Linked DNA regions of Canis lupus: region 2 is linked to region 1. The links are chromatin contacts, called in public Hi-C maps. All regions are on one chromosome and are shown on one strand. Each heading gives the region's core, a stretch centred on a gene start, on an enhancer-like site or on the middle of the called end of the contact. The rest is flanking DNA. Distances are from core to core; before and after follow the strand shown.

What was found. A called contact is a pair of places that touch in the nucleus more often than the background predicts.
Region 2: a Hi-C map of blood shows a contact between it and region 1, with 2.5 times the contacts expected there. The contact joins the promoter of USP1 here to the promoter of ATG4C in region 1.

Annotation. Positions count from the first base shown.
Region 1 is chr5:47,704,453-47,711,787 of UU_Cfam_GSD_1.0, forward strand. It overlaps ATG4C (cysteine protease ATG4C), which reads right to left and starts at 2,735. Exons shown (of 10, transcript XM_038537325.1): 1 at 2,552-2,735. LOC111095936 (a long non-coding RNA gene) reads left to right here and starts at 1,701. Exons shown (of 3, transcript XR_005359682.1): 1 at 1,701-2,062; 2 at 2,181-2,694; 3 at 2,890-3,218.
Region 2 is chr5:48,012,703-48,020,017 of UU_Cfam_GSD_1.0, forward strand. It overlaps USP1 (ubiquitin carboxyl-terminal hydrolase 1), which reads right to left and starts at 1,297. Exons shown (of 10, transcript XM_038537319.1): 1 at 1,074-1,297.

The DNA.
Region 1 (7,335 bases), core at 1,485-3,984:
CCAAATGTCCATCAACAGGTGAATACATAAAAATGTATATATATATATATATATATATATATATATATATATATATAAATACTATTCGGCCATCAAAAAGAATGAAATCTTGCCATTTGCAATGACATGAGTGGAACTAAAGGATATTATGCTAAGCAAAATAAGTCAATTAGAGAAAGACTATTATATGATCTCACTTGTGTGGAATTTAAGAAACAAAACAGAGGATCAGAGGGGAAGAGAGGAGAAAATAAAACAAGATGAAATCAGAGAGGGAGACAAACTATACGAAACTCTTTAATCATAGGAAACAAACAGGAGGGGGAGGGGTAAGGGAATGGGGTAACCAGGTAATGGACATTAAGAAGGGCACCTGATGTAATGAGCACTGGGTGTTATATAAGACCAAGGAATCACTGAATTCTACCCCTGAAACCAATAATACATTATATGTTAATTCACTGAATTTAAATTTTAAAAAATTAATTTAGGGATCCCTGGGTGGCGCAGTGGTTTAGCGCCTGCCTTTGGCCCAGGGCGCGATCCTGGAGACCCTGGATCGAATCCCACGTCGGGCTCCCGGTGCATGGAGCCTGCTTCTCCCTCTGCCTATGTCTCTGCCTCTCTCTCTCTCTCTCTGTGTGACTATCATAAATAAATAAAAATTTAAAAAAATAAAAATAAAAAAAATAAAAAATTAATTTAAAAAACGGATTCTATGAGTGAATTACATCTGAAATATATATATTCAGCTCCAAATCATAGTCACGGCTGAAACCATTTCTGATTAATTAGGAATAATTCCAATTTGACAGGGTATAGGTAAGTAATTTTTATATTTACTGACATGTATAGACTATATTTGACTGCTTAAAGAGGAATGCCGGGCAGCCCCAGTGGCGCAGCAGTTTAGCACCACCTGAAGCCCGGGGTTTTATCCTGGAGACCCGGGATTGAGTCCCACATCGGGTTCCCTGCATGGAGCCTGCTTCTCCCTCTGCCTGTGTCTCTGCCTCTCTCTCTATCTCTATGAATAAATAAAATCTTAAAAAAAAAAAAAAAAAAAAAGAGGAATGTAAGTGTTACTATTAGGGTTTCCACAGTGCAATAAACAGAATAGAAGAAAAGCTACAGACTCATTTGAGTTACACAGTCCCCATAAAGCCAGAAAGTACAAAAATTTCTGTCTGTGAAACATAAATGAACAGCACCTAATGCTGTTTTACCAGATCTATCAAAATATATATAACAGTATCAAAAACGATTACAACAAAAAAATTTTTCAACATACTTGCCTTCCTTTCACAGAAAAAGAGCATTAGTTAAACGGTTTTTAAACTTTTTTTACTACATTATACAATTCCTTATTTTGGGTATTTTTTACCTTTTTTTTTATTTTTTTTATTTTTTACCTTTAAACAGTTACCAAAATTTATGGAGAATGAGCTGATAATTCAATACAGCATCAGATTATTGTATCAATTAGAAACCCTTCCTTGTTCAGGAAAGATTTATTAATGTGTAAATTGGAACATACATAGACTTTACCTTTCAAGGCTTTTCCAATCCCTCTGGGTACTTTCAATGACTCATAATCTCATAACAAATCACAAGCCAGCTAGAAGGAAAGGGCATTCCCTTGTGTCCATCTGCTATTAACGGACACTAAATCACTGCAAATTCCACAGGGGGGACACGTTCCGACTAAGAATGGGGAGGGGAAATCCCCCCCTAAGTAATTCCAACACAAAGAGCCCTCAGGACAAAGTATTCTCCCCTAACTATAGGGTAACAGCAAACCTCTGTGGGGAAAATAACACAAAAGGAAAACGTAAGCCAAAGAAATCTTAAGACATACAAACTCTCTAAGCAGAGGCATGCTGAGTTGACCAGTGACTCTCAGATTCACCCGTCATCAGAAGAATGTATTCGAACCTCCAACCATGTGGATGTGGGTGTGGATGTGGATGGAAGCGCTGGGGACGAGTGGGAACCAAGTCAAGTGAGTGGACCTTAACGACTGGATGGAAAGGCGTGAAGATACTCGGGCCAGTGTGTCAAGGTCTGCAGCGGTAACGAAGGCCAAAAAGGAGGAAAAAAGGGTTGTTAGGAATGAGAAGGCAGATCTTGAGAATCTAATGCTTGTTTTTCACTTCTTTTCTTTTTTTAATGGGGAAAAGGTTATAAACCGACGCGACAGCTTAGGGGCCAAGAGGTCGTCTCTGGATTACAAGCAAAGCCACAAGGGGGACAGCTGCCCACAGGAAGGTTTATGGTTAGGTCTGGAGCCCAGGAAGGGCGAGGGGTCAGAAAACAAATTACACTAGAAAGTAGCTGAGGGAGGCGCCAAAAGCCTGAGCCTCAACGGCTGGCCACAGGACCTCCACAGAGGGCAGGGTTCCCCTCACCCCCCCCCCCCAAAAAAACCGATCTTTTGGCGACCAGAGACACTAAGTCCCAACCTTCTCCTGACTCCGCTCCACTCAAATCACCCCTCACCGAAACAGAATTGGAGACGTGAAAAAAAAAAAAATGTGCAGGAGACACCAACCCGGGAAAGGCTCCAGCTCTAGCAGCAGCCGCCCCAAAAGCAGCCGGTCCACACGCAGACGCTCCGACCTCGGCGCCGCAGCCACAGGCACCTGAGCTCCCCCGGCCGCCGTAGTTAGAGGAAAGGCCTCCCCTTCCAACCCAGTAAGTCAGACACTTCCGGGGCACTAAATCCTTCCGATTGGCCGTAGCGACATTAGCGCCAACAGAGCCACGCTCCACTTCAGCCTTCCCCGCTCCCCCCCCCTCCCCCGTTCGCCACCTGAAGCCCTAGGTTACCAATATGGCAGGCATAGAGCCAAGGGAACGTATCTTGTCAGTAATTCGTGTCTCTGGTAGATAATCCACACTACGCCGGCTTTGAGGTCCCGCTGGACAATTGGACTTCAACTCCCAGCGTGCCACGCAACGCAACGCCCTCTCCGGTAGCGCCTGAACTACAAGACCCAGGATCCACTGCGCCCCTCAGTCTTCGCTCTCCTCCTGACACCCGCAAGACCCGAGATGTAATTTCGGAGGAGTCGCTAAATTCCTTGGGCTAATGCAGACCGATAAAAATACAGATATTCCTTGCTATCCTGTTGTGAAGGTTCTCTAAGCCAAGCTATAGTTGAAACTGTAGGTAAATACTTATATAAGATATTAAGGAATGTGGGATGTCTGTCTGGGTGGCTCAGTGATTGAGCATCTGCCTTTGGCTCAGGGTGTGATCCTAGGACCGGAGATCGAGTCCCACTTGGGGCTCCCCGCGGGGAGCCTGCTTCTCCCTCTGCCTGTGTCACTGCCTCTCTCTGTGTCTCTCAAGAATAATTGAAAAAAATCTTAAAAAAAAAAAAAAGATGTTAAGGAATGTGTGCACTTTCCACATTACGATTATTTTCAAGGGCTGAAACACAGGATGGTGTAAAGGCTTTTTATGAAATGGAAATTTTTACCCACACTCATACGGGTTTTGATACTAAATTACTGAAAAGTGTAATTCTAGGTCGTTTTGCAGTACTGAAAGATTGTATTGGAAAAGGGACTACAGACATGCTCCTGAATTGCATAAGAAATTATAGTAAGAGCTAGAAGTAAAAAATTAACAATCTGTACTGCAGGACTGTGCACCCACATGGGAAAAGAAACCTTTCAGAATGCTGAGTTTAAAGTTCAAAATGGAAAAAAAATTGTTAAGATTTTATTTATTCATAAGAGAGAGAGAGGCAGAGACACAGGCAGAGGGAGAAGCAGGCTCCTTGCAGGGAGCCCAACATGGGACTCGATTCCTGAACTCCAGGATCACACCCTGGGCGGAAAGCAGAGCTTAACCACTGAGCCATCCAGGCGTCCCCAACATGAAATTTTTTTTATGTTTTTCACCTTTTTAACGTGTTAACGGTTTGGATTATTTTCATGGTTATTCTTACAAAAACAGATAACTGGAGCTACTTATTTTCTATTATGAGGTAGGGCAACCAAGTAACGAATCACACAAAAGATATAGCAAGATCATAAATGTAACATTTATGATAGGGAACAAACAAAATAACTGTTTCTTCGCTTCTTGTTTCGATTTCTTAGGACAGATATAGCATGTATCAAACCAGCGGTCTAGATGCCTTTTTGTTACTTTCATAAGGATTTAGGTTACCGAGAATAGATAGGTTTTATTTTTGATATTGTGCACTAATAGCATATAAGAAACAATACTTGAATTCTTAAACTATATGGTAATTATACAAAATAAAATTGATGCATACCATAAACATTGGTTATCTGTGGATTTGCAGCTAAACAGATTCTAATTGGTTAGAAAAATGGAGTAGAATACTTTCCATTTTTACAACCTCACGTAGAAGTCACAGAGGGAAACTATTCTGTAACACCACCATGGCATCCACTACCATACAAACTGCTTTCCAACTACAGTGTGCTAAATTATGCAGCACTAGCAAGTAAATATTTAAAATCTATGATCACAGAAAACAATCTGCTGCTTTCCATACTCATGGACCAAAACAATATGAATGCAGGGAAAGAAATCTTTCCATTGGAATGATTAGAGGTAATGATAAACTATAATTAGGTTATCTGTTATTCATAACTGTTTGCAGTAAATAAATACATAATTGCATCCACTTATTAAAGATGTTATTAAGGAAGCTTTTAAAATATGCTAAATAATTGACACACATATTCTAAAGTAGTTTCAATGATCAATTGTGTAAACAAACGTGGAAGAGAGTTTAAAGAGTTCATAATTCATGTAACAGACTTTAGGTTTTGAAAGGAGATTCTTGGCAGCTGCAGTATTTAGCAATATTCTCTCCTCATTTTTTTTTAAAGATTTTATTTATTTATTCATGAGAGAAACAGAGAGAGAGGCAGAGGGAGAAGCAGGCTCCATGCAGGGAGCCTAATGTGGGACTGGATCCCTGGACTCCAGGATCACGCCCTGGGCCAACGGCAGATGCTTAACCGCTGAGCCATCCAGACGTCCCATCTCCTCATTTTTCAATGTGTCTTTGACTTTCCAGTTTAGCCAATTGCCAAGCACATGAAGTTAAAACTGGACAAGATATTCATTTCAGTTCAACAAATACAGATTAAGGCTGCTAGGGACAAAGCACTTTGTTTAGCCACTACAGTCTATTTCTGAAGCACACATAGTTTTGATAGTTGGGAAAGATTGAAAAGGGAAATGAAAACGTAAGAGGGCTTAATCAGAATGGAAAATGGAAAGTAAAATATATGTAACATCATCTACTAATAAACACTTATTCATTTAGGGCTTTTCTTTAAGATTTTATTTATTTATTTATTTGAAAGAGAGAGAACGAGAACAAGAGCAGATGGGAGGGGCAAAGAGAGGGACAGACTTCCTGCTGAGCAGAGAGCTCAAAGAATGACCCAGGGATCATGACCTGAGCCCAAAGCAGACGCCCAACTAACTGAACCACCCAGGTGACCCATATTTGGTTAACTGGAACTCTCTAAAAGCTAACATACTTTCTAAGAGGCAGGAGCCACATCTTAAATATTTTCTGTCCCTCTCAATTGTAAGACAGTACTTTGTTCAGAGTAACTTGCTCACCATCAGTGTTTGTGGGAGTTCAGAGTGATGTCCAAAAAAGGCCTGAAACTCCTTTCTTATTCATACCTGTAGTTTTAATATAAGCCATTTTTAACATTCAAGCTTCATTTTCTTCATTAGTAATTCAGATTCTATAATAAAATCGATATTAAAACCAGAATATTTCATTAATCAGAATGCTACACTCTAAAATCATGAAAGAGCATTTATTGCTGTGTATGTAACAACATTTATCTTAAGTATCAAGACCTTTCTAAAATATCATCATATCCCAGGCACATACTGAAGCCATACCAGCCAATCTATTAGATTGTGATACAGCTCCAGATTTTTGTTAGTAAACTTTTAATCCTTAACTTTTACCAAGCATACTTCTTTATCCATCTCCCTCCTGAACCCAAGAAGAGATGAAAGTTCTGTTTAATAAGTAAATGTGTAACATGAATCCCTGGTCAAGAATATTATCTTGAGGGGCGGCCTAGGTGGCTCAGCGGTTTAGCGCTGCCTTCAGCCCAAGGCCTGATCCTAGAGTCCCGGGATGGAGTCCACGTCAGGCTCCCTGCATGGAGCCTGCTTCTCCCTCTGCCTGTGTCTCTGCCTCTCTCTCTGTGTCTCTCATGAATAAATAAATAAAATCTTAAAAAATAATAATATTATCTTGAAATAAATTGAGCTCAGCCCTTGATGAGACCAGTAATTTGTAGGCCTCTGAAAGCTAAAAAATGGGGGTGCCTGGGTGGCTTAGCCAAGTGTCTGCCTTCAACTCAAATCATGATCCCAGGGTCCTGGGATCCAGCCCCACATTGGGCTCTCTGCTCAGCAGGAAGCCTGCTTCTCCTTCTCACTCTCCGTGCTGCTCCACCTGCTATTATCTCTCTCTCTCTCTCTCTCTCTCTCAAATACATAAAATGTTAAAAAAATTAAAACTAAAAAATGATAAAATGATTTTGAGGAAAACTTAAAAGAACCTGTGTTTTATGTAACACAAAATATATTGCCATATGGTTTGAGTTCCTAGTAAACTCCTTGAGGATGAGAATTATGACTTCTTTTGTTATATCCCTCATAGTTTTGGACTTAACTATAATATGAGTGCTAATAAGTAAATAGTATTTGAATTGATATCTTAGTAAAAAAAAAATCCTTTTTGCCAAGTAATGTACATATAATAAATTCAACCTCAATTTAATCTTTTTCCTCCCCCTTGCCACAATCCATAGAAATGAGACTCACAGTGACATATATCTAGGGGATACTTTTAGACTTCTTCTTTGAGCTCTTCAGGCTAGTCTATGTGCTTGCTCTTATTTCAGAGCCCCACAGCACTTTGCTTATCCTATACAATTTCACAGTTAAATATGTGTTATCATATGTTATGGGATGCTGAATAGGACGGAATTTTTTTTTTAAGATTTATTTATTCATGAGAGGCAGAGAGAGAGAGAGAGGCAGAGACAAAGAGCTCTGCAGGGATCCCCCTGGGGGCCTCAGTCCCAGGACCCCTGGGATCATGACCTGAGCCAAAGGCAGATGATTAACCAACTGAGCCACCCAGGTGCTGAGACAGAATTCTTTTTTTTTTTTAAGAAAAGCACCTCAGTGTCTCTTCTTAGGATACAAATATGTGATGGTAATATTTGGGGAAGTGTGTTCAACATTTTGTCATGGAGAATTTCAAACAAAGAAAAGTTGAAAGAATTTTTTTTTTA
Region 2 (7,315 bases), core at 47-2,546, 310 kb after region 1:
TCACCCAAACCCCGTCTTTACTAACAACCATTTCACTCTGCCTCTGAACTCAGTAGTGAAACCACATTTTTGAGCCTTTAGAAGCAACTGGAAAGTTGACCCCCTTCCCCATCCCCCCTCCCTCTCCAGCTCAACGTAGCTTCTAGCCACTTAGTGCTACTGATGGAAAGCGATCACCAATGACAGACCAGCCTGCGCGAAGTTGTCAGGGAGCTCTCAGTATTAACGATTCTCGTAAAAGGGCTTCCTTGGGAGCCAATTCTTAACAAATGATGGAAAGTGCATTCTCAAACCGGACTTGAGTATGTACTAGAAAAAAACGACCCAGCAGCTGAAATAACGGACAAATCCTAAGCAATAAGCTCTGCTGGCTCCCTCAAATCACTAACCTTTACTATCACTGACAGGCTCGCATTTTTACCAGCTACCCTGGCTCACGCTACACCATTTCTTGCTCCTGGTTTTCTTTAGGTCTAAATCAAGTTTCGCCGAAAACACAATAAATCGAGTATTAAATACTCCTGAACCAATGACAGCATCAACACTCAGTCTCATTAGTTTTTAAGTGCTTCCCTTTCCAAGACGACACGTCTCCATTCCAATTTCCCAGAGGGGGTAAAAAAAAAAAAAAAAAAAAAAAAGTAAAAGTAAAACCATTAAGGACAGCATCCTCGACAAAAGGTCGAAAACACGTGGCCTTCGAAATACTTCTGGAAAAATTAGGTGAGTACGCGTAAAATGTAGCAGCCCCCGACCCCGGACAAGGCTCCAGAGGGGTGGGGGGAGCCTCTTCTCCCCGGCGGCCGTGGGCGCCCGACAGCCCCGCCGCAGCTCCCGGCTCGCTCGCCCGCGGCGCTGGCCTATTTCACGCGCAGCCCGCACCTGCCTCCCCGCAGCCCTGCGGCGGCAGAAGGGCACCCCCCGCACACGCACACGCACACGCGCACACGCGCACACGCACAGCGGGGCCCGGAGGGCTCGGCTGGCGGCTCCCCCGCCGCAGCCCCCTCGGGAGCCGGCCGGACCTGCCTCGGCGCCCGGGCACCGGCCCCTCCTCCCCAGGCCCTTCTTACCTGATCATGGCCCACAGCGAGGTCCGCGGCGGTGACGCCCCGAGCGCAGCCGGGATGTGCGAGGGTGCGACAGGTGAGACCCTGCCCGCGCCCCCGCCGCGCCCCCCACCCCCGACCCGGGAGAAGCTGCCCGGATCGCCCTCCCCGCAGGGGGGTGACCACCCGCTCTCGGGGCGGGAACCCGGGCTGCCGCTCGGTGCTGCCCGGCGCCGGCACCAACTACATCCCGGGAGCGGCGCCCGCCCCCGCCCGCCCCCGCCCGCCCCGGGATGGCGAGCACCACGGACGCAGCCCCGCTCGCCGAGCGCCGGAACCGCTAGGCTCTTTCCCACTCCACCACCGAGGGGAACTTGGCGCGTTTTCCTCACTCTCAGGACCCCCGTGTTTGAGCCTCCGCCCGCGCCAGCACTGCGATTGGAGGTGGCGTCCTTCGAAAGTGCCGGTTCTAGTCTCCGCGCTGCAGAGACACGACAGGCAGGAGCCGCCTCGCGCCCGCCACTCGCCCCCCCGGCACGCACGGGCCCCGGAACCAGCTGGAACGGTAGTTTCCCCAAGATCCTAACGGGTTCTTCTGCAGTTTCAAACAGCGCAGGCAGCGTCACGGGCAGCTCGCGCGGGTCCTCGCTGAGGGCGCGCGCGAGGTGCTGGAGGCCTGGCTGGCGGGCTCGAGCCTCACACCCTTTTTTTTTTTTTTTTTTAACCATTCGTGCGCGCGAGTTGGGGAAAAGCGTACGGGTCGGGAGACGGGACAGGGAGAAGATGGGACGGTCTCCTTCCTCGAGAAGACGACGCTAAGGGCTCAAATCCACCAATCAGCGATGAGCAAGCGCCCCCCCCCACGCCAGGCTTTCCCCCCCGCCACCACCCAGGAGGAGCCAATCAGAAGTACCTACACAAAAGCCCCTGGGTGGGCGGAACAAGGAAGTCCAGCCAATACCAAAGGAGAAGACAGGAGAGCCCCGCCAATCATCGCCAGATATGCAGAGTAGCCTTCAGGAGCGGTCCCCTCCTTCCGCTCTCATTGGCGTTCGAGTGCGCGCTTTCGCCGCCGACTGTTAAATCTGGCCCCGCGTTTCGTGACTCCTGGACGGGGGGCCTTCCCCGAGGGTGCGGCTTCCGGAGCGAGGCCCTCACAACGAGCCCCGCCCCCCTCTTTTTTTTTTTTTTTTTGTTTTTTTGTTTTTTGCGTCCACGCTCGGGCGGGGTTACTAGGGAGACTAGTTGCGGAAAATGGCTGCCGGGCTTGCTGGGCGCCGGGCGCCCGGGCTCTCGGTGGGGAGTCGCCGCCCCGGCCCCGCGCCCCACGGCCGGCGGGCGGCCCCGAGCGCTGCCGTGCGTAGCCGCGAGTCCGCACGCGCGCGCCGTAGCGCCGGGGCACCTTCCGCAGCCCGTGCCCGCCTCGTCTTCTCCCGCCTACCTCGTTCCCTCCCCGGCCAGACAAGGACGAGAACCCGAGCGTGTTAAGGCCCACTTCTGGCCGCGGGCAGCTGGGAAGGGTCTCCGCGCGAGCCCTCACCTAGGGTTCAGCCGCAGCGCGGCGCGGCGCAGCACTTACCTGCCGCTGGCTTCCTCGGTTGGCGTGCTTACCTGAGTGAGGCGAGCTCCCGGAGCCAGGGATGCAGTTAGGCAGGAGAAGTCCAGTCCAGGTGCATTCTATCCAGCAGGATTCCTGCTCTGGTGCCAAGCATGCATGTATTCAAGGCGCCAGGGAAATACATTCCCTGCTCCGTAGGAACTTCACCTTCTAGAGAGGGGCAAACGGTAAACCAAAATGATAGGAAATACTGAGTGGTAGAGGAACGAGGTAAGGCGTGGGCCGTTCTAGGTGAAGTAGTCGGGAAAGACCTCTTGGAGTTGACACTTGAATGGAGAGCTGAATGCAAGTATAGCGAGCCTTGCAGGAATCTCAGGGAAGGATGTTTCAGGCAAAGGGAACAGCAAGTTTAAAGTCCTCGAGCAGGGGCAGCCCGGGTGGCTCAGCGGTTGAGCATCTGCCTTTGGCTCAGGCCGTGACCTCGGGGTCCTGGGATCGAGTCCCGCCTCGGGCTCCCTGCATGGAGCCTGCTTCTCCCTCTGCCTGTGTCTCTGCCTCTGTGTGTGTGTGTGTGTCTAACAAATAAAATATTAAAAAAAAAAAAAATCCTCAAGCATAACATGCTCCGGGTTCTGGAAAGAAGCAGGGAGGCTAGGGTGCTTAGAGCACATTGAGCCTAGATGTAATGATTCTGGGAAATGAAATTAGTGAGATCAGCAGGGCTCTGATTAAGCAGGGTAAGGAGGTGGAGGGCATTGGATGGTTTTGAGCTGGGGAGTTGCATAATTTGTAAAGTGGCTGCTCGTGTTGGATAGGCTGTTGACCTTCAAACGTGCACGCAGTAAGGTTAGTTAGGAGACCATTCCAGATGCCCACGGAATAAATTATTTGACTTGGAACAAGGTGGCTGCAGTGGAAATGTTGAGACCTGCTAGATTCTGGATGTATTCTGAAGCATAAAAGATAAAAAAGAGAAAGAGAGAGAAATGACAGGGATTCTTTTTTCCCCAAAACAACTGGATGGTTGGTCCTTGCTGAAATGGGGAAAAATGGGTATGTCGTGATGGACCATATTCTTACTAAAACTAAGATGCCTAATTTGCATACAGAGAAGTTGAGCCAACAGATAGCAAGTTTGGAGCTGGGGGGGTGGGGATTTAGATCTGGGCATATAAATTTAGGAGTCACCAAATGGTATTTAAAACCACAAGACTGGAAGAAGTTGCCTAGAGTAGAAATCTTTACCCTAAAAACTCTGCAGGGCATTGATGACCTCTTCCCTTGCCAAGCCAAGAATCCTAAATCCCGATTAATTTAGAATCAATACCCTTTCCAAAAACTCATTTTAAGAGTAAGACTTTAAAGCTCCTAATCACTGAATTTTCATAGAGAACAGTATGATACACATGGCGACTCTGAACTGCCTAAAGAGAAATTAATGCTATCACTTGGTGAGATAAACTCAAAGCTAGGGTTTGAGCTGCTTTCAAGAGATTAATAATTCCTATTTGAGAGCAGAAAAAGAAAGCACCCTAACTCATTTTGAAGCCAGTATAATGTTGACGATCAAAGTAGACAAAGACAGAACTAGAAATATAATTATTGGTCAGTCTCTTAGTTTGCCATTGTGTATCATGCACTGGAGCGTCTCATTCTCTAGTACTAGCAGGATCAATCCTACATTCAAACTCTACCAGGACAGATAACCAATTCTAGTTTTCCTATTATAATTTTCCTAATTCTAGTTCTCTTATCTTAGTGCAATCCTATTGTCTGCAGCCCCCATTCTTCCTCTACAATTTATGGTATCTGTCAAGGTTCAATTGGAGACAATAGAATCCATTCCCCCGATATAAGCACAAAGAGTATTGAATATGTGGGAGTTTTGATTAAATAGACTCTAAGATTAAGCTTTCAGGAATGAGTCCCTCAAAGTATTCACAGAACCAGGCCACCAAGGGAACAATGACTTCTATGATCAGGAAATGAAGACTCCAGAACTATATTGCTCCTGCATATACCTAGGAACCACAGACATCAGAAAGTTGCGTGTGTTGTATGGCCAACTCCAGAACCACACTATACCCACTGTGATCTGTTCTAGTACAACACATCTTCAGTCCTGAATGTTAGGGTCAGAGTAGTAGTGGCTAGGGATCCCTGGGTGGCGCAGCAGTTTGGTGCCTGCCTTTGGCCCAGGACGCGATCCTGGAGACCCGGGATCGAATCCCACATCAGGTTCCCGGTGCATGGAGCCTGCTTTTCCCTCTGCCTGTGTCTCTGCCTCTCTCTCTCTCTCTCTCTCTCTCTCTGTGACTATCATATATAAATAAAAATTTTTAAAAAAAGTGGTAGTGGCTAGATATTGACACTTCTGCTTAATGTTGCTCCAGAAATACCAAACACTTCCACAACTGTGCTTGTCAATAGCAACAGTGGAAGCCCATGAATGCATATCAGGGTTGGTATATCTGGCAATATATGCAAAAATGTAATAGGGCTGTCATCCTTTTATTTTCCTTCACTTCTATGTGGGAGAAATTACTGCTGTAGTTCTTGCTAAAATATGTTTTAAGCCCAAAGACTTATTTCCTGGCTTCCATGTGCTGCTCAACCAACTCACTTTTAATGATAGCTAACTTGACACCTGAGTGGCTCAGTGGTTGAGTGTCTGCCTTCAGCTCAGGGTGTGATCCTGGGGTCCTGGGATCGAATCCCACTCCCTCTGCCTATATTCCTGTGTCTCTCATGAATACATAAATAAAATCTGAAAAAAAAAAAGATAGCTAACTCAGGGGCATCTAAAACAATGGGATTTAATGGGTTGGCACATTTTTTAAAGGTTTATTTATTTGAGATGGGGGAGGGGCAGAGGAAGAGTATCTTAAAGCAGACTCCCTACTGAGCAGGGAGCCTGATGCAGGTCTCCATTCACCACCCTGAGATCACGACCAGAGCCAAAACCAAGAGTTGAATGCTCAACTGACTGCGCCACCCCGGCTCCCCAGGTTGACAGCATACTTAATCCATTTTTGTCAGCTTTGTATGGCTGAATGGCAGGCATATTTCCTTCCAAGGCTTTTGTTCACAGGCAGTTTCTGCATGCTTTGATTAAAACTATAGTAGTAGTTGGGTTTTTCAGCCCTTTCTAATTATGGAACTCTTAATCCATTCATATTGTAGACAGAGTTCCCCTCTTAGCAAAGCTGTATACCTTTCTATCCCTACTTACAGAATGACTAGCTCAGGCCTAAACTAATCTCTCAAAGCACTTTGCTGAAACTGACAAAAATTTAAAGCCGGCAAATACAAAGTTTATAAATGTTTCCAATAATCTCCCTTTATGCCACAAATACCATGCCACTGGACAATAAATGTCTCCAAGTTTCCATGTTGCAGTATCTGAGTCTACCACACACTGCCTAAATGCTTCCACTAAGCCACTACCACATTTATGTTAAGGCATGTTGTATGCTGTATGAGTTTATAGGGATCAAATTCTGCATCAGACAGGAATAGGTTAATCTATGAGAAACAGTAATTTTTTAAGTGTCCTTAGCCAAGATGAACATTTATTTCTTTATCACATGAATGGAGAGGTAGGCAGTCTAGATTAGTGGTGATTCCATGACCATCAGAGACCTAATTACCTTCATTCTCAACATGTGGCTTCTACCTTATGGTCCAGATGGCTATTAAGTTCTAGCTATCATGTCTACATTCTAATAAGCAGAAAAAAGGGGGGAAAGACGATCATGTCTCCTCCCTTGAAGGGATACTTCCTGGAAGTCGTATACACCATTCCTGCTTACAACCCATGGGCCAGAACTAACTTTATTCTCAGTGCCTATATGCCCAATAGGGGATCATAATATCAAGGAAGAAGAAGTATACAATGATGTTGGACAAATATTCTCTACTATGCTTCCACTTTCCTGATTAAAAGATTTCCCCAGCTGGGGAATCAGAAAGTTAAAAAAAAAAAAAAAAAAAAAAAGATCTTTTGGTTCTTTGCAAAAGAGAATGTGCCTGGTATCTCTGTTTGCCCTAGTACTAAATATGGAGATGCTGTCCAGAACACGCTTCAAGGAAGGACTTGTTCCCAAGCTGCATGGAGTGCCTCCAGTTGTCAGCTCCATCAGGGTCTGTTTCAGCTGCAGAGAGAAGCCCTGCCCTGTATGTCCTTTCCAGGGCAAGTGATATTGGGTGATTGCACAAGGCTGGAATAGAAAGGCTCTGCCATTATGGCCCACCATGGGACATGTGATTTGCAATATTCACTCCAGAGTTTTTGTGTAGTCTGTTCAAATCTTTCTTGGTTGGAGAAAGGCAATAAGACAGAATTTGGGAGACGGATATGGACCACCTACTGGTAGTAGATGAAGCACAGACAGTGCCTGGCACAAAGTGGTTGTCCAACCATATACCAGGTGGAAGAGAATGCTAGAAGTGTGACATATCAGGAATTTGAGACATATAGTAAAAATAACAGTGATAAGGATAACAATTGGATGACTTTTGCTAAGTTCCATTGGTTACAAAAAAAGAATGAATACCTTAGGGTAGGTGTTCATTATGCAATTGCAAGTAAGGAGAGAAAGCCAGAGGCCCTCTATTTTGCACACAAAAAAAGCTTTTGTTAGCAGAGAAAAGGTGGAGATTGAGAAGCAAAAGAATCAGACTTGGGGATCCCTGGGTGGCTCAGCGG